Regions from separate parts of the Mus musculus genome. Here regions 1, 2 and 3 are each linked to region 4. A link is a contact called in public promoter capture Hi-C data. All regions are on one chromosome and are shown on one strand. Each heading gives the region's core, a stretch centred on a gene start, on an enhancer-like site or on the middle of the called end of the contact. The rest is flanking DNA. Distances are from core to core; before and after follow the strand shown.

Region 1 (4,458 bases), core at 1,073-3,572, 680 kb after region 4:
CACTCGCTGCAACAGTCAGTAGTTGCTTCATGACTGTTAGTGGAGTCAATAAACGGGGCACAGGAGCTTCTTTCTGAGATTGAGCTCTGACTCTGGCAGACAGCAGAGCTTCTGGGACAACCAAGGGCCAGGAGGAATCTGCTGCCTTGACTCCCAAATTGCTATCTTGTGGCCACTTACTCAGGGGGTGTCACTCTCAGCTCCTCTGTCCTCTGGGAGTTGACACTATGCCCCTTCTGTAGGTATGTGGCGCGGGCCAGGCCAGGCAGGTGACCCGGGGAAGTTTGTAGACTCTGATAGCAGAACTACTTCAATCCATGTGCACAGGGAGGGCCAGGGTTCTAATGCATGGGTTGGACTCCTTGATGTAGCCACCCCTGCAGACAACTCCCCAAGGGTTTCTGTACAGGAGCTGCTATACTGGGAGTAGGAAAAACGAACAAACTAATATGCGGGGCTGGAGAGACTGCTCAGTGGCTAGGAGAACTTGCTGCTCTTACAGAGGACCTGGGTTTGGTTCCCAATACCCACATGGTGGCTCATAATCATCTGTAACTCTAGCTTCAGGGGATCCAAAACCATCTTCTGTCCTCTGGGCACAATGTACATGCATGGTACACATATGCACAGCAGGTATACACAAAATATGATTTGAAAAATCAAAACAAAACTAATATTTACACTTCTGTGGTTGAAGTAGTTTCTTCATTTGAGTTTTGGGGACTAAATCCTGGATTTTGTGTATTCTAAGCTAAGTATGTACTCTTTTAAAGTATTTATTTTTATTTTTAAAGATTTATTTATGTATTTTATGCATATGAATACATCACCGTTGCTGTCTTCAGACACACCAGAAGAAGGCATCAGATCCCATTACAGACGGGTTGTGAGCCACCATGTGGTTGCTGGGAATTGAACTCAGGATTTTTGAAAGAGCAGTCAATGCTCTTTACCACTGAGCCATCTCTCCAGCCCTAGTGTTTATTTTTAATTATGTACATGTGTGTCTCTATGCATGTAAGGGCATGTGCTCGTGGAGGCCAGAAGAGGGTGCTGCAGGTAGTTACTGTGGGTGCTGAGAACTTAATAGGTCTTTGCAAGAGGGGTCCATACTTTTAAGCTGCTGAGCCAGCCCTAGCTAAGCAAGTACTCTTGCCACTGAACTACACCCCCAGCTCCAGTTGCTTTGCCTTGCATCCCATAACATGTCCCATGCCCTAACAATTGAAGGTGCCTCCTCACCTAACGCTGTACCATAGCCAGCAGTGGCCAGAGCACCCGTGTTACAGTGGGTCAGCACGGTCACCTTGCCACCCCTGGGGTTGGTCTGCTCTAGGAGATGGCGGGCTCCCAAGTCCCCGATGCTCCGGTTGTCTTTGAGGTCCTTCTCCAACATATCCTCGGCGAAGCGGATCACTCTGGGGACAGAAGAAGCTCTTAGCACTGTTGGAAGGGAGCTGGCTAACTTTGAAGGGGCCGCCCTTTAAAGGTGAGGTGGGGTTCTGAGAGCCTGAGGACACTTCCACTCTGATCACTAATATAAGTGAGCCAGGAGCTGGGGCTGACGCACAGCAGTAAACAGGAGGAAACCCTTTACCTCTGTGATGATGACGTCATGGTGGGAGAGGCAGTTGATGAACAGGAAGGGGCAGAATCAGGGACAAGGTGTTTTTACAGAAGGGGAGGGGAAGGAGCAGGAACCTGGAGATGAAGTTCTAACTCCAGTGCTTTAATGCTCTAGACTCTAGTCTCAGCCACAGGCAGGAGCCGTACCGGTGCAACAGAAAAGCAGTAAGAACCAAGTGGCTGGACCGGAAGTGGGATGGGAAAGAAAATGGTAGAGAGGAAAGCTGGGCAGAGCACACAAGACTGGTCCAGGATCCCGTACCTTTCCCGCACGGTCTCTTCAGTGGCACCCTCTCGTTCCGCCTCCTGGGCTGCCACTTGACCCAGATCGCGGGCGGCGCGGGCCATGTTGACAGCGGTGGGCCGGGCGGCGACTAAGAGGCGCAGCTGGTCTCGCACGAAGGCCACCAGAGCAGCGAGTCCGGGACCGCCGGCGCCGGCCCGCAGCTCCACGGCCAGGCTGAGGCAGCCGACCAGCGCGATGGCCGGGGCTCCGCGCACCTTCATGGCGCGGATGGCTTCACTAGCCTGCTGCACGGAGCTCAGTGCCTCATAGTGGCAGTGCTCTGGCAGCTGCAGCTGGTCGAGGATCTGCAGCGAGCCGGGCGAGTAGCGGATCGCTTCCAGTGTCATGTTGCCTACCCTGCAGGGCCACGAGGAATCCTGCACAGGCTGCGGGGCGGAGTTGCGTCCTGCCGCGTGCGCATGCGCACGCGCTCCTAGGTTATCGGGCGATTAGCGTCTTCCAGAGTGGCTGTAACTTCTCCCAAGGCCGAGTTCTAGCTCCAAGATGCTTGGTGATGGGGCTATTTTTTTGCCGGAAATCGTCCATCCGTTACTGAAGCGATGACTTGGAACTCTCAGCTCTGCCTATCCACGGCTCACAGACACCCAGCGCTTAATCAGCGTGTCAAACGACCTTCCGTGGGACTACTTTTGTCTCCATTTTTTTAAAAAAAAGCAAGCACCATGAGGGACGTTTATTCTCAGGGCCTGAAGAGATTGCTCAATGGTTAGGCGTGCATTCTGCTCTTGTAGAGGACCAAAGGCTTCACGACTGCCGCTAGTTTTAAAGGATTCAAGGCCCTCTTTCAAACCTCAGTGAGACAACATACTCACAACATGCAAACACACAAAAATAAACCTCAGATTTTAATTCCAGCATTCAGGAGGTAGAGATATATTTGTGAATCTGGCTCCACAATAGTTACAGAACGAGTTCCAGGACAGCCAGGGATACATGAGAAACCCTATTTTAAAGCTGGACCACACCTTGTCTCTATTGCTGGGGTGCCAGGATGACGGTTGTCTGCCCACTATGCCTGGCTGGATTAGGGTGTTTTTGAGGTTGTTTCACAAACATCCCTACTGGCTGGCCACTATGAGTGACCCACACCAGCCCATGACATGGAGTTTGGATGTTCTTCCTGCCTGCCGTTAGCTTTATTTCTCTGGCTCCAGCAGCCTGGCCCTCTTTCAACCTTCCTTATGTAGTCCTTGACACCTCATAAGGGGACGTCACCCCAGGCCGTGGCCAATCTTGGTCAGTATCTCAAACCCTTCATCGGGCTTTGTGGGGCCACACTGCCGTCACAACGATGCAGCAGCATCTGCTTAGTTGGCTGGAAGTGAGGGCAGGGCAGCTACTAGATGAGTTTAGAAACAAGGCAGGGACAAAGAACAGCACTTTAATGCTCAGGTATCAGGGTTACATCAAGGCACAGGCATTCTCACCAAAACCAAATAAATAATAATCTGTATAGGAAGGTAGGTCTGTATCTGGGCTGGCAGCAATGTGCCAGTCCCTAAGGTCTGGACGCGTCATGGCTTCTGGTCCTGGAATTCTGACTCCCTTACTCGCTCTCTGAGTCAGAGTAGTCAGCCACCAGGGAGGCATTGGGGGTGTTGGGGTTCAGCAGGTCCTCCTGGGAGGAACCTAGGGGGAAGGCCTGATCACTACAGTTTCTCTTGGATTCTGATGTCTTGCTGGTCCTGGATGCTTCTGCTGCCTCTTCAAGTGTCTTGCTACCCTGGGTGGTTCCTGGTGGCCTTCTTTGTTCTTCTGACAAGGAGTTGTCTGCTGCACACTGAGGACTTTCTGGAACGTCTCGAGACTTTCTCCTCACTATGCCCAGGTCCCCCACCGTGCCTGTGCTGCTGGGGGGTGGTCTGCGGCCCTGGCACAGCTTCTTCAGGACGCTGCTAGCTTTGCTGCTGCTAGCACTGGGTCCCTGGGCTGAGGGGAACCAAGAGCGGTGGATGATCTCTGTCCGCTTCATTCGCTGCTTGTCCTCATAAGCTGTAGGGAAAAGGGAGCATTGGACAAGGGCCAGAAGTTCAGGGGCAGAGTGGGCACAGAGCACACACCCCTAGTCTTGAGCTTTCTTCCCACCAGTTTAAATAACAGGGGCTCTAGGGACCAAGTGCCTCCAAACCCTACAACCTTTGCTTCCCAAGGACCTCCCAGTCGGGAGCTGGCACTCACAGTCCAGGGTGTGCAACCTTAGCAGGGCAGCCAGCCTGCGGTCATCCTCAGACTCTGGCACAAGAGGGATGGCTAGGCTGGCTTTTGCCTGCAGTGCCTGGTCCTTCTCTTCCTCCTCCTGCATGGCTTTCTTCTTCTCCTGTGGGTGGGTGTGGCACACAGGCAGGGACATCAGAACCCTCCATCCTGAAACCCATAGGTCTCAGTCCAGCCACTGGGTCTGCTTCTGCCTGACTGAAGCAAGGGAAGGGCCCACACAGAACCTGTGATACAAACGTGGCCCCCGTGTGTAGGCTCTCTGAATGTCAGTGTCCTGGATTCATGACAAAAAGATGGACACGTGCCAC
Region 2 (4,467 bases), core at 761-3,260, 800 kb before region 4:
GCTGCACAAATAAAACATGGCAATCCTCAGGGGCAGAAGGAGCCAAAGAAACAAGAGCAGAGGGCGGCCCAAGGCCTAGCTGTCCCCAAGTCTTAGCTCCTTTCTTCTTCTCACTACTTGGAGGGACTATGGTAGTGAGGTGCTTTTCCCTAGGTTAAATTGTTTCTGTCATTCATAAACAAATGAGTCCTAGAAAGTAGTACACACTAGGGAATCCTACAAACATACAAAAGAGGGAGGTGCGCCATCTGCCATCATCTGCCATTATTGGTGCACCCAGAGTCCCAGGCAGAACACTCGGTCCCCTGAATGATAAACATTTGCTAAATTAAGTCATGAAAATGAAGTATTTTAAAACAATCTGACTTTTTCAAGACTAGCAAATTAGTTAAGAACATGGGAAATGTCTAAAAATCAGGGTACTCAGTGAATGGAGACTGGCTAGGAGAAAATGATCAAAACTGAGCTAAAGAATATATAAAAAAAGCTGGAGCCTCCCACTCAGTTCCTGTCACCCATTCGCCTTCAACATCTATTGTCACCAGTAATTCATGATACGCCAGGCTTGATAATACATACTCTAACAACAATAAAAATATCATTGTTACTCAGTAAAATACTGAGGACACCTTTAACAGGTTCTTCACAGGGGCACACCATAGTTGATCATGTTTTTTAGGTACCTATATATGGTACTACAGAGTCCTCCATTCAGCCACCAGCCATTGCTTTAAAAAGCTCTCACCATTGAAGCATTGCATGGGTGTTTGGCTAGGTCGACAGTACTTCTTGATGCTCGCAGTTGTTTCTCGCGTTCTCGGCGGTTCTCTGCCTTCTTCCTCGCACCGGTCTTTTTCTTCGGCATGTTCCCTTCTTTCTAAACAAGAAAACAGGAAAGGTATAATTGATGCGTTCAGTCACACAGCATCTATACTTTCCTTAAATATTAAATCAGTCTTTCAATTTTAAATGCACCTCATCCCATCTGAAGCCTTTAGCAACATTACACACACATTATTCCAGCTGCAGGCTCCTAAACTAAGGCCCTCCTCTGGGCTTCCAAACTCTCACACAGCATAAGCATCAAGGACCTCAACCAAACAGCTAGAGTAATTGTTTTCTCACCCTAATTATTCTCTTCACTCAAAAAAACCTATGTATGCACCATTAGTAAGAAATGACTAAAAATATTTGTTTTGTGCCAAGTTGAAATAACCATTTTGAGCTATACAGTCTCAGCCCTAATGCTGTTGACATACAGTATTATACAGTACACTGTCACCTACATGGTATCTAAACAAATAACCAGCAACCCAAGGCCTGACCGCAAACAAACCCATTTTCTCTTAAGAGACTAAGGTACTACAGTGGCTTTCGCTGCCTGTCCCTCGTGCCTAGATGCAACAGTTTCGACAAGTCAGATGCTTTGGAGTTTGTTTCCCACACAGACATCAAACCTTACAGTGCTGGTTTTCAGCACACAGAAAAACTACAACAGAGACAACCAGGCTTCTGTGTTCTCACTCTGGTGCCCCAATCCTTTCGGACAGGACAGTCTTCAGAGCTAATCAGTGGTTAATCATGCTGGCCACGCCACGGGGCCTTCCTTCAGTGTTTAAAAGGGAAGTCTGGAGCATGTGGCTGAGTGGCCACGGGTGACCGTGGATGAATTCTGTACCCACTAAGACATCTCAGACCTATTTTTTTCCTCGAATCTGTTTGTGCCAACGAGGAGAGATTTCTTTGAGTTCAAGCTTAGATCCTGGTGACAGCAGAGCGACATTGGGTTCCAGGCTCTGGGAGGCCAGGAGGCGGGGGCGCGGGAAGAGCCACGCGGCTCGCGACCCGCCAGCAGCCCGAGGGCCCCTCACGTTCTCCAGACCCACCCACGTCGCGCGGCCTCACGGGGACGCGCCACTCACCGCAGTGGCCGAGGACGCGGAGGAGAGGGCGAGCCGCGGGCTAGAACGGCAGAAGCAGCCCGTTTCCAACGGTGGGAGCGAGACCGGATATCCTGCTATGTCAGAGCGCCCAGGTTGAACACGTCAACAGGAAGAATCCCGCATGTTCCGCCCCCTCCTCGGGGAGGACCCGCCTTCCCGGAAGTGGACTTGCTACAATGGAAAGAGGCTCCAGCGTTGCAAAGAAAGTAGAGGGCAGAGAGCTGCCGCATCTCAAGGCCTCTGCTATGTCATTCTGATTTTATTATTTAACTCAGAGAGCTAAAAAGTCCAAAAGGAAAAGAAAGACGAGCCCACAAAAAATTTTGAGAGGAGAACAAGAACTTTGCTAGCAATTTTTTGCCTGACTCTTCTGAAATCCTTTTCCTTTCTGGGAGCCTGACAAGCCTCACATGGCACATTTTTAATTTTTGTTGTTGTTATTTTCTGAGACATAATGAATGGAACCCTGGCCTTGAAGCCACGACTCCATTACCTCTGTCTCTCAGCACTAGGATTATAGGCGTGCTCACAGGAAACTGCAGAGCCCTCCACTCCTCCCCCCCACCCACCCACCCCCGCTTTTTTTAATGTCTCACAACACTGAGTTCGGAGGTGTCTTGCTTGGCCTCTGCTGTGTGCATTCTGTTCCATTGTGAGCAAATCCTCCCACGTTCTCTGCTTCTGCTCCGAGGCTGAGATCTAACTATGCTTCCCTACAAGACTGTTTGCTTTAAATAACACTGAAGGTAAATGTTCCACTCTCACTCCCACCTTACCTTTGGGGAGGAAGTTCTTGACATTACTCCCAGTACTGCATGTGAGTATCACTTACTGCCTATCACCTTCTATATTTGAGTGGAGCTGTGTTATATCCACCCACTTTTTTTTATATTTTTTTATTTACATTTCAAATGTTTTTCCCTTTCCAGGTCTCCCCTCCAAAAACTCCCTATCCCATCCCCCTCCCTCTGCCTCTTTGAGGGTGCTCCCCTATCCACCCACCCACTCCTGGCTTCCAGCCCTTGCATTCTCCTACACATCAAACACCCTCAGGGCCAAGGGCCTCTCCTCCCACTGATGTCCAACAAGGCCATCTTCTGTCTTTACCACATTCACATCCCAATGGAAGACAACTCGTTTTGGTCTCTCTCTTTTTTTCCAACCCCTTCTGTTATCATCTTTGCTGCACTCCAGGAATTCGCTTTCATAACCACACCTCAAGCCTTTCTCTGAAGAGAGCTCAGTTTTGTCAATGAAATATGAATGTCTTGGCTTACTAGGCTCCTACCCTGTGCTCTGTTCTGTATTCTCTTGTTTAGTCATCCTTTTCAGTCTTTTTTTCTGCAAGTTCTACTTAATAAAACAGTCCCATCTCATTAGTCACAGTTTTTATCATAGTTTTTGTACTACTGATCATTAAATGATGTACCTTTTCCCTCCTATTGATTTTCTGGGTGGGGTTTTGGGGGATGGGGTGCTGATACATAAACAGGAGTCTATGTCACTAAACTCAAGCCTCTCAGGATTCCCCTTCTGTCCTCCTATAGTTCCCTAATCTCTTATTCCCATTTACCACAATATTTAATCATAATCAAAACATACTTGTTTTCTTCAAGCTTCCACCACTTATATCAATTTCAACAGACATCACCATCTCCTCTTTGTATAAAATGAGGACATGACTGCTCCCAAGTATGAGTAAGGAGAGAATTTTATTGTAGATGTGAGGGAGAATGCTGCCAGAGACATCTGAAGGAGAGAAAGTTATAAACGAAGCATGAGAGAAGAGAGGGAGAGAGAAGGGAAAAAGAACAAAGAAGAGAGAGCCAAGAGAGGGGACCAGGAGGACAAGGGAGCCAAGAAAGCTCACAGACACAATGGCAGCATTCTAGCAGAATAAGAAGCTGAGGGAAGGGAAGTCCAGGAGCTAGACAAGTTTAGGGGAGAGGGTGAAGTGAGCTGAGCTAACTGGAGCCCCGGGTTTCTGAGTGTCTGGCCAGCATGTGCTTTGATATGCTAATAGAGCCACAGTTCACCATTTGTCCCTAGCTTCTTTGAGACCTGATACTCTTTCACAAACACAAAGTGTCAACAACAGCTAATATAGTCATGGGCTTGCTCCTTACGTTTTAGGCACTTTGCCTGTGTGCCCTTAACAAGGTAACACAAGAAAAAGAACACATAGATAAGATGCAGCTTGACCCACAATTCTATAGGTATTTGGGCTTGAGTGTTTGTATTCTCCTGGGCTTGGAATAAAGTTCAGTGATTGAATGTTTGCCTGGCATCAGAATGACTATTGATACCTTAAAATTGATTAAAATTGTAAATCCCACATTAAAAAACAATACTAGTAAATCTATTCCATATTAATTTAAATAATATTCACAAGCAAAACTGATAATACTTTCCTGTATGAAACACGTAGATAAGTGAAGGAACCCTGGCTCGGCGTTGGAATATTAACATCTCCTTGATCATGTGCTTTCAAGTTCCACGTGCTCCCTTCCACCCTTCACACCAC
Region 3 (4,794 bases), core at 1,086-3,585, 570 kb after region 4:
CTCAGGGATCAAACCCGGAGTTGTCAGGCTCGGGACAAGCTTCCTTGCCCACTGAGCCATCTTGCTGGTCCTCTGGTCAGGGTTTTATTAACTAATAACCTACAACCTTGCCTTCTGTGTGCTTCCATCTTAAGATTTACTGTGTTTATGAACTGTATGCACAATGAACTGGTGACCAAGGGACCTGTGGCTCCCACCTGCGTGCCACCAACTAACACACATGCTACTTTCCAAAGGCACACACTTACCATCTATGCATTGAAACACCAATCAATACTTTGCTTAGAGCCACTGTGAATAGTGAAACCACGCACATAAACTGAAAACTATGAGGAGCTGGGAAGATGGCTTTATAGTTAAGACTACATCCTGCTCCTGCAGAGGACCTGAGCTTGGGTCTCAGCACTCACATGGGGTGGCTCACAACTACTTGTAACTTCAGCTCTGGGGAATCTGACATAGTTTGCTGGCTTCCATGTGTGTCTGCACACATGTCTCTCTTTCTCTCTCACACACACACACACCAAATTCTCAACAAAGAAGAAAAACATGGCAGGAAACAGATTGGAAAAGACCCAGTTCCACCCACAGCTGACCCTGACAGGATCACCCAGAACCTAGACTCTAGGAAGGTAGGGCTCCTGTTTTCCTGCCCCATGTCCATCCCAGTGCCTAGCTCCAAGTACTGCCCACAGCAGAAGTCCCAAAGAATATGTTGAGCATCTTTCTTACCTTGGCCTTTCAGTTTCTCTAGGGCCTGGGGCTGACCCCCCACCAAAGCCAGGAATTCAGCCTCCAGCTCCTCCTCATTAATCCCATCCTCGGGGATCATCAGGCCGTCTGGGGAGAAGTCAACCAGCAGACCAAGCTACGGGAGCAACCGGGCTCCAGTTAGACCTTCCATAGACCGCTCAGGCCCAGAGACCCGTCGGGATGCTGGAACCAAATCTCTACGAGGAAGCCATTTCTTGGAGAGACCAGGAGGCTGAGGAAGACACCCTCATACAATAACGTTCTTTATGCACATGGCTCCCCAGCAGCAGAGAACGCACCAGTGTGGGACTGGAAGGTGCACTCATCATTAAAGTGCTAACCCTAACCCTAGTATGTGCAAAGCTGGGTTCCATCCCAGCATGGCAAGGAGAAAAATAAATAAATAAAAGCCACGATGACTATGACAACAGTGGGGGCAAAGTTGAAGAACTGGGTCTTTTTTATAGACCTGCCCTTCTGCTTTGGCTAGTGACCAACAAAATATGATGAGTTACATGAAATTACCCTTTCTATAGGTCCAAATTGGCCAAATCTTAGCAGTTATGCATGGCTTCACCTATTGAGTGAAGCCATTAGTCACAGAGAGCCCAAGAATCCAGCGGCCACACTCCCTCTGTTCTAGCATTTTTCCATAAATAGTCTCAGTAAGTCTTTATAACTGCCCTTTAAGGACTCTTCTAGGCTTCCATTCCACAGGTGGAAAAACTGAGGCTCCAAACTACAAATACATTCAGTCAAATGTACCTAGGTCAGGGGGAACCTGAGCACAGAGCCCTGGGATCCCTGGTTCAAAGATGGGACAAATCAAACTCCCACAGGCCCTGAATCTGGGAGTATGGCTCTGGGCCACAGTCTTGTAGGTTTTCCTGTACACCTCTGGACTGACATTTCTGTCTGGCCAGGTGCTTCATCCTTGTGACCTTGACTAGATAGATCTCTGCGCCTCCCTTATCCTTAGTGTCCTCATCTGTACAATGGGTGTAGAGTGTGGCCTGACCCAGTTAATGCAAAGGCCTGAAAAGCCGGTCTGATTGCTTTCCCTTCCCGGTTGGAAGTGCTGCAGCAACAGGTGTTCCCTGAATCTGGGGTGTGAAGCTAGAAGCTGGATGGCCCAACCCAGTAGGCCATACACCTCACCTCGGGGGCGGGGCGGAGACCAGGGTTCACCTGGTGGCGAGGATCAGGCTTTTCTGGGGGTGGGGCACTCCCCGCGAGTGTGAGGAAGGGTGGAGAGAGACTCTGAGGAAGGGTGGGCAGGTACCCCTCGGTGGGTAGAGGGGCACACACTCACCTGGCGGGCAGTGACAGCACCTCGGCCCGGGGGTGCCTGGGGTCCATTCCTCTTGTGCATCTTCCAGGCTCGAAGCCCGGACTACCAGCCCCTGCACCTTTGCCTTGCCTTGCCTCTTCACCGAAGTCGAGTCTCAGAGCTCGCGCTGTTCCTGAGCCCTGAGTCCCTCCTCCGCGCCCGGCCCCCCGGGATTCTCGAGTTTGGGCCGCCCAGCTTCCGCCTTGGCCTTCAGGAGCGCGGCGGCTGGATTCGTGGGCTCTCTAGTTAAACTACAATTCCCGGCAGTCAGAGCGTGGAGGCGCATGCGCCTAGCATAAAGTAGGGCAGAGAGAAGGCGGAGCATGCGTAAGGTGTGTAGTCGGTACTACGCGTGCGTGGGGCGTGGCCTCACGGGCGGGAAAAAGAGAGAGAGCTGCAGGTGTGAGGGCGCGGCAGTGTGACGTCTGTGGCTCCACACCGCCGCACATCGTTCTGTTAGGCTTTGTGGTGGAGTGGGTGCGGGTGTGGGTGTGGGTGTGGATGCTCCTGCTCTCCCGTCTGTGGCGCAGGTCTTCAGGAGCCGAGTCCACAGTGTCAGGCCTCAGGCCTTCCTGTCTCCCACCGCCAGTTTGCCACGCGGTCCCCGTGACTGCCTATGTGGGTATTTTCTCAGAACGTTACGCCAGTGACCTAGGCGACCTATTCCCCATCAGATCCAGGTTGACCTCGTCCCGACTAAGGACAGAGCAACTTCCATTACTGCTGTGGCCCAGGTTGGTTCTGGCTTGCCATGGGTCCCACAGTCTGAAGACATTGGCCGGAAGCCACTCCTGACGCGGGGTAGCCCTCCTAAAGTCTTGTGTGACTTTGGTGGGTCTCCAGAGACCTCTCTGAAGCTTCCAAGTACCCCATGTCCCAGATAATTAAGCTTTGGGTGTGGGTGGGGGAGAAACGTAGTTGTCTCCAACCCAGAGACTCCAGCAGATACCGTGAAGAGGACGAGATCGTTCCTTCACACAGGGAAAGGGTGTGAATGGCTACCTGGCCATGGTCCAAGGTGGCTATGACCTGTCGCCCCACCCAGTGTCCTGCTGAAGACCAGCTGACTCCCCTCATCAGGCTGCCAGATGGGCCCAGTGGAGGAGGGAGACAGGGTACAGATGGGGACATACAGTGCTGGCAACAGCTGGAGAGTTTGTTTGTTGTTTTCAGATTTCTCAGGGAAAGATAAAATGAATAAGAAGAAACAGCGGAACTCAGGTATTTGGTTTATTCAAATTGGCTTTTTATTTTATTTTTATTTTTAATTTATTTCCAGGCAGAGTTTATGTATATCCCTGGCTGTCTGTCCTAGAACTAACTCTGTAGATCAGGCCTCAAACTCAGAGACAAACCTGCCTCTGCTTCCAGAGTGCTGGGATTAAAAGTATGATTCACCACAACCTGGCCTCAAATCGGCTTTTAAAATATTTATTTGAGGTACTAGGAATGGAACATGGAGCTTCCTGCATGATAAAACACTCTACCATGAAACTACATCTCAGACCCAAGGTGACCTTTTTAAACTTTTTATGATGTTTTTGAGATGGAGGAGGGGATTCTTGCCATGTGGGCCGACTAGTTTTATGTCAGTTTGACCCAAGTCATTTGGGAAAAGGGACTCTCAATTGGGAAAATGCCTCCAAAAGATTTGCCTGTAGCCAAGAGTGTAGTGTGTTTTCTTGATTAATGATTGATGTAGGTGGGTCCAGCTCGTGGGTGTGCTGCCTGGAGGCAGGTAGTCCTAAATTACATAAGAAAGCAGTTAGCTGTGAGCAAAAGCCCGTAAACAGCATTCCTTCATATCCTTTGTGAGTTCCTGAGGTTCCTCTCCTGACTTTCTCTGGTGATGGACTATGATATAAAAGTGTAAGTGGAATAAACCCTTTCTCCCTTGACTTGCTTTTGTTCATAGTTTTATGGTTTTTATAGTTTTTATTCCAACAATAGAAATCCTAACTAAGACATCATGTAGCCCAGGCTGGCTTTGAGCTTATGATCTTCCTGTCTCAGCTTTCCAAGTGTTGGGATGATAGGCCTGCGGCACCAAGCCCAGGTGTTCTGATGCTTTGTAAATGGAATCTCAGTATGGGGCTGCAGAGGTGACTCAGTAAAGTGCTTTCCAAATAAGCATGAGGACTTGACCCCAGTGGCCAGAACTGTGTTTAAAAAGCCAGGCATGGTTGGCCCTTGTTTGTAATCCCAATGACTTGCAGGTGAACAAGTACAGCCTACTTGGCAAGTTCCAGGTCAGTGAGAGACCCCCATAAAACAAGGACGGGGCTGGGGAGATGGCTGGGTGAGTTTGGTGCTTGCTGTGTGAAAAAGAGAACTCAAGTTTGGACTCCTAACACATAAAAGCTGGGTATGGTGGTGCATGTCTGTGCCCCAGCACTAGAGATGGGAAGTGGAGACAGCTAGTCTAAACACAACAGGAACCTCCAGGTTCAGTGAGAGATCGTCTCTCAAAGACAAATAAAATTGTTTTAGAAGATACAGATGAAGAAAGATGCCTAATATTGACCTCTGACTCCACATGTTCACCTATGCTCAGGCAAGAGCACTGGCATACACATGCAGGTGAACACACACACACACACACACACACACACACACACACACTCCCCAAGGTGGAAGGCTCCTGAAGAAGGACACCAGGCATCGTGTTCTGGCCTGTACACATGTACTCCCTCCCATACGCTCTCTTGCTC
Region 4 (4,326 bases), core at 1,220-3,719:
ACCTGTGGACAGTACAGGCAGAATGAGGACAGAGAGGGAAGCCCAGCATCACAGCCCCGGGGGACGGCCACAGCCTCACTGAGGTCAAGCTTTCTCACTCCCCACAGCCCACTCCTGCACTTCACCATGTGCAGGACCTCAGACCTGAGAGGACAAAGGCAGTACAGTCCCTCACCTCATAAGTGTAGTTGGGACAGGACACCAACAGGAACAGCCAGGTGAAGGGGTTCTTGGTGGGGTATGGGATCTTCCTGGTTTTCGACCCTGGCATGGAGGATAAGAGTAGGTCAGACCCCCTCCTCACCCTGCTCACCCAGCCCCAGCCCCAGCAAGCCACTCACCAGCAGGCCGAAGGTCCCGAAGAGCCATGTGGATGGAGAAGTTCCCAAGCTGGCAGATCTATGAAGGAGAAAGGGGTCAGTCCACAGCCAGCCCTCACCCCACCCAGCTGCCACACCTCACCACACTTGGTTGCTGCCCCAGCCTCTTTACCACAAAAACGGCCAGTGCCAGCTTAACCTGCTGAACTCCATAGGCTGTAGAAAAAGCAGGAAGGAGAGCCCTGTAAGAGGAAGCCTCGTGGTGGGGTCACACAGGGTAAGGGCACTGTCTGGACCCACTTACTAGGGGGTGTGTAGAGAGGGTGGTTGATGTAATAAGCCATCCATGCAGCAAAGCCCCAATAGTAGGTGCAGTTCTGGAAGAGCAAATGAGTTAGCAGGTGGGGAGGGGGCAGGCACTGCTGCTGGGGGGCAGGCAAGACAAGAAGAATGGGGGTGCTCACTTTGAAGATGTTTCGCAAAGGCATGGTTCCGTGAGAGAATCGGTGCACGAAGAGAGTCTCCAGCAGGCGCTTGATGTAGTGGAACGAGTGGCACATGCAGGCGAGGCTAGTGGGGTAGCAGACTCAGCCAGGGCCAATCCAGCCTCCACCCTCCCTCCCACCCCCACCTTCCTCCGGGCCCACTCACTGCACCACCGTATGCCGACTGGACGTAAAGTCGTATTTGCGGCCATAAATGAAGGGTACCCGGAAGTAGAAGAGCAGGTAGATGAAAAGGGGCCCGGCATACTCCGTCAGGAAGACCTGGGAGTACCCAGAGACAAGGTGAGTCGCCCCAGGGTAGCTGAAGGCAGAGACCAGGGAAGGAGTCAGAGCTCACCGTCACCCAGCTGATCTGGGCCCCGAGGTCCCGGAAGTAGAGTGTGGCTGTGGTGCCCACAGGAAGCTTCTGTAAGACATCTTCATCTTTCAGGGACTTCCCCTCTACAGAGAGAAGTCAGTATTTGGTTACTGCCCTGGTTTCCTGACCCCAAGAGCCCAAGGGATAGGCTGATGGACAGCTGTACTCACTGGGGTCCAGGCGGAGGGACTGGCGGGCAGGATACCACTGCGGGTCTGCCAGGAGAAGGTCAGGGGTTGCATCACCTAATCTGGCAAGGCTCAGCCTACCCACGCCCCAACTTGGCCTGCCTCTAAAGGCTTCCAGAACTCTAGGACCCCCCCCCCCCAGCTCCTCCCACCTGTGCAAGGGCACACAGGATAGGCAGCGACAGATTTTATTTTTTACCCCTTTGGATAGATAGCACAAGAGCATTCCTGCTGGTGACCACACAGGGGCAGCCTGCCCAGTCAGCCGGGCCTCACTCACTGTTCCAGTGTGCTGAGAGGCAACAAGCCGATGAGGGAAAGGCATGCGGAGGCATGCGGGCCCAGGTCACATCCAGAGGGGAGGCAGGAGTGGGGGGTAGATGTGTCGGGAGCGGGGGGACACGTATGTCAGGAGCAGGAATAGGTGTGTCGGGAGACTCACGTGTCTTGGTGAAAAGGGTCTTGATTTCAGAAATGGTGGCCTGAGGCTCTACCTAAAGGAAAACAAGGTGTAAGTCCGGAGGGAGCCAGGCCTAGGATGGGGGAGGGGGTCCAGGTACAGGCAGGTCAGGAACAAGCTAGCTGACTTCACGGGGTACATCCGTCCTCCACCTCCTTTACGGACACAGAGCCCTCCCAAGGCTGCCTTGTCCCTTCCCACACCAGGCTGTCAGCTTCCAGCCCCACAGAGGGGCCCCAGCTGCTCACTCTAGCGCAGTGGTTCTCAACCTTCCTAAAGCTGCCACCCTTAGTACAGTTCCTCATGGTGTGCTGACCCCAACCAGAACATTATTTCATTGCTACTTCATACCTGTAATTCTGCTGATATGAATTGTAATATAAATATCTGCTATGCAGGATATCTGATAGGCAACCCCAATGGGGTCTCAGCCCACAGGTTGAGAACCGCTGCTCTAGATGAAGACAATACCCTTTACATGCCTTCTGAAGGACAGGGAGGGCCACCGATGCCTGCATAGCCCTACAGGAGCTGTAAGGAACAGGGACCCAGCCCTCCTGGCACTTCACCCCCAGGGGTGCAGTCCTACCTTGTCCAGGAAGCACAGCTTCTCCCTCGTCTTTGCATCCCGAATCTCCACCTCAAAGAAGAGGACAGCCTTTTTATGCTTCTTGGCTGCTTTGTGGGGCATGGGCATGGGAAGACCATCGAGGCCTTGGTGGGCCTCTTTGGCTGCCATGCTCAAGCTGATATCCATGCCACAGCCGCTGGCCCTCCTGCTCTGCCTTCCAGTCTGTGGTGCCCACTGCCAGTCGCCAGCCCCCACCTCCGACCTCTCCTCACAAAGCTGCTGTGAGCTGGGCCGGGCAGCATGATCAAATTCTGCCTCGGTGCTGGAAGGGAGCCTGTGTCTGACCAGGCTCAGCCAGCGCCAACGCCAGATGTAACCCGAGTGGCACCAGGGCCTGGCCTGGCTAAATATAAAACCATCTCAGCCCGAGTCCCCACCAAAGGAGCCACAGTCCTCCCCTGAGGGCTACCCTCATACAGGCAGTTAATTGGGTGGGCACAGGCCCTCAGAAGTGCCAGGGGCATGAAGAAGGAAAAGGCCCACAGCCATGGCAGGCGCCGCAAGCCCAGCCCCGGTGTGCAGCCCTGGCCAACAGGTTACCCAGCCTGGGGAAATGCCAGCTATCTGGAGAATCTCCGAGACAGATCATCCATTTCCACTTCTAAGCTGTAAGGGACACTGGATTATTTCCCTTGTGCATTTGTGTTCCCAGGGAGGTGACAAATTCCAGAGGTACTGGTGCAGAGTTCCCAAGTCCCTCCACCTCCCTCTCCACCGCCTCACTCCTCACAGCTCCTACCACATCAGGCCAACACAATGTGCTCACCCATGGACGAGCCTACCAAAGCCCAACACATACCCTCCCAACACATACCCTGCCTGCACCCCTGGGGTCCACAGTCCCCAAAGGAGAAACCTGCAGGCTGAGGCCAGAAAATATGCATAGGGGCAGGGTAAGGAGGCAGGAGCCCCAGGGGATCTGACCCATCGGACCCAGCAGGTCAGAGAAGATGCTCAACACTGCCCATGCTGGCTGGGGGAGACCCAAGGGCTATGCGGAGATCTGCCACTTTTTTCCAGAAGAAGGGGGCATCACAGGCCAGAGAAGCCAACTGTTGCCACCTACATGCTCCCAACAACAGAGGCCATGGCACGATCCCAGATCTGCTAGGGGTCCTTGAGAAGGCATGGGTGGGCCGACATGGTGCTGGCACACAGAAAGTGTATGCATGTGTGTATGTGTGCATGTACAGGTCGGGAAGCCCCCACGGAGGTAACCCTACACAGTGATGCTGCCCTGTAGGGCCTGGGCTTGAGTTCAGAGCAAGGTTCCTATGCCAGGCAGTGGTACCCAGGCCTGCTTGCCCATATGTGCCAGAGCCTACATCATGGACACAGCATACTCTGGGGCAGATGGCTGAATCCACACAAGGACAATCAGTGCCAGACTGAGCTGTCATACGCTGGGACCCCTCTAAAGAGGACCGAGAGGGGAGGAGCACATGAGGAATGTGCTAGAAGGGGCGAGGTGGCAGGGCTCTGGGCTGGGGCTATATTAATAGTTGCTGAGCCCCTAGAGTCCATGTGAATCACAGGAGGGCGGCACAGTGTGCACTGGGAGGGAAGGCCATGGAGTTCCTGCTGAACCACTCAACAGCTTAAAATACAACCAGCCCCTCTCCCTACTGGGCCAGCTGCCGGGGAGGGCTGAAATCCTAGCCTCTCCCCCAGCTGGGGCACTGCAGCCAGGCCAGGAGCCGTGGTGCACCAACTGGTGGGCAGCAGGAGAGCGCGTGGAGAGGGGCCACGGTGAAGAGCAATCCCAAGCCACAAGCTGAGGGACTGCCTGCAGCAGAGGTGAGTCAGGGGGCCTCCCACGGCCTGCACAAGCCCAAACTCCACACAGCCGCCATCCCCCCAGGC

Evidence for each region. Promoter capture Hi-C pulls out the DNA fragments that hold promoters and counts their contacts.
Region 1: a promoter capture Hi-C map of pre-B cells shows a contact between it and region 4, with 4 times the contacts expected there. The contact joins the promoter of Mri1 here to the promoter of D830024N08Rik in region 4. A contact is called at or near these places in 4 of 39 promoter capture datasets (liver, neutrophils and pre-B cells) and 1 of 9 other capture datasets (adipose tissue).
Region 2: a contact with region 4 is called in a promoter capture Hi-C map of hippocampal neurons, with 3 times the contacts expected there. The contact joins the promoter of Zfp330 here to the promoter of D830024N08Rik in region 4. A contact is called at or near these places in 4 of 39 promoter capture datasets (the C10 cell line, hippocampal neurons, liver and 1 more), 6 of 115 datasets of contacts at active chromatin or transcription factors (astrocytes, embryonic stem cells, epiblast stem cells and 2 more) and 1 of 9 other capture datasets (embryonic stem cells).
Region 3: a promoter capture Hi-C map of pre-B cells shows a contact between it and region 4, with 2.3 times the contacts expected there. The contact joins the promoter of Cc2d1a here to the promoter of D830024N08Rik in region 4. A contact is called at or near these places in 5 of 39 promoter capture datasets (the C10 cell line, liver, neutrophils and 1 more) and 1 of 9 other capture datasets (liver).

The regions. Positions count from the first base shown.
Region 1 is chr8:84,255,002-84,259,459 of GRCm38.p6, forward strand. Mri1 (methylthioribose-1-phosphate isomerase 1) reads right to left here and starts at 2,323. Exons shown (of 5, transcript NM_026423.4): 1 at 1,889-2,323; 2 at 1,243-1,418. The coding sequence starts at 2,259. Ccdc130 (coiled-coil domain containing 130) reads right to left here. Exons shown (of 10, transcript NM_026350.3): 9 at 4,112-4,250; 10 at 2,766-3,925. The coding sequence ends at 3,480.
Region 2 is chr8:82,772,135-82,776,601 of GRCm38.p6, forward strand. It overlaps Zfp330 (zinc finger protein 330), which reads right to left and starts at 2,011. Exons shown (of 10, transcript NM_145600.2): 1 at 1,923-2,011; 2 at 746-877. The coding sequence starts at 865.
Region 3 is chr8:84,145,582-84,150,375 of GRCm38.p6, forward strand. It overlaps Cc2d1a (coiled-coil and C2 domain containing 1A), which reads right to left and starts at 2,336. Exons shown (of 29, transcript NM_145970.2): 1 at 2,066-2,336; 2 at 733-868. The coding sequence starts at 2,125. 4930432K21Rik (RIKEN cDNA 4930432K21 gene) reads left to right here and starts at 2,457. Exons shown (of 9, transcript NM_029045.2): 1 at 2,457-2,817; 2 at 3,257-3,304. The coding sequence starts at 3,277.
Region 4 is chr8:83,572,057-83,576,382 of GRCm38.p6, forward strand. It overlaps D830024N08Rik (a long non-coding RNA gene), which reads left to right and starts at 2,470. Exons shown (of 3, transcript XR_003947410.1): 1 at 2,470-4,260. Tecr (trans-2,3-enoyl-CoA reductase) reads right to left here. Exons shown (of 13, transcript NM_134118.5): 2 at 2,422-2,472; 3 at 1,815-1,866; 4 at 1,355-1,399; 5 at 1,164-1,267; 6 at 972-1,087; 7 at 785-890; 8 at 625-697; 9 at 493-536; 10 at 342-399; 11 at 176-264; 12 at 1-2.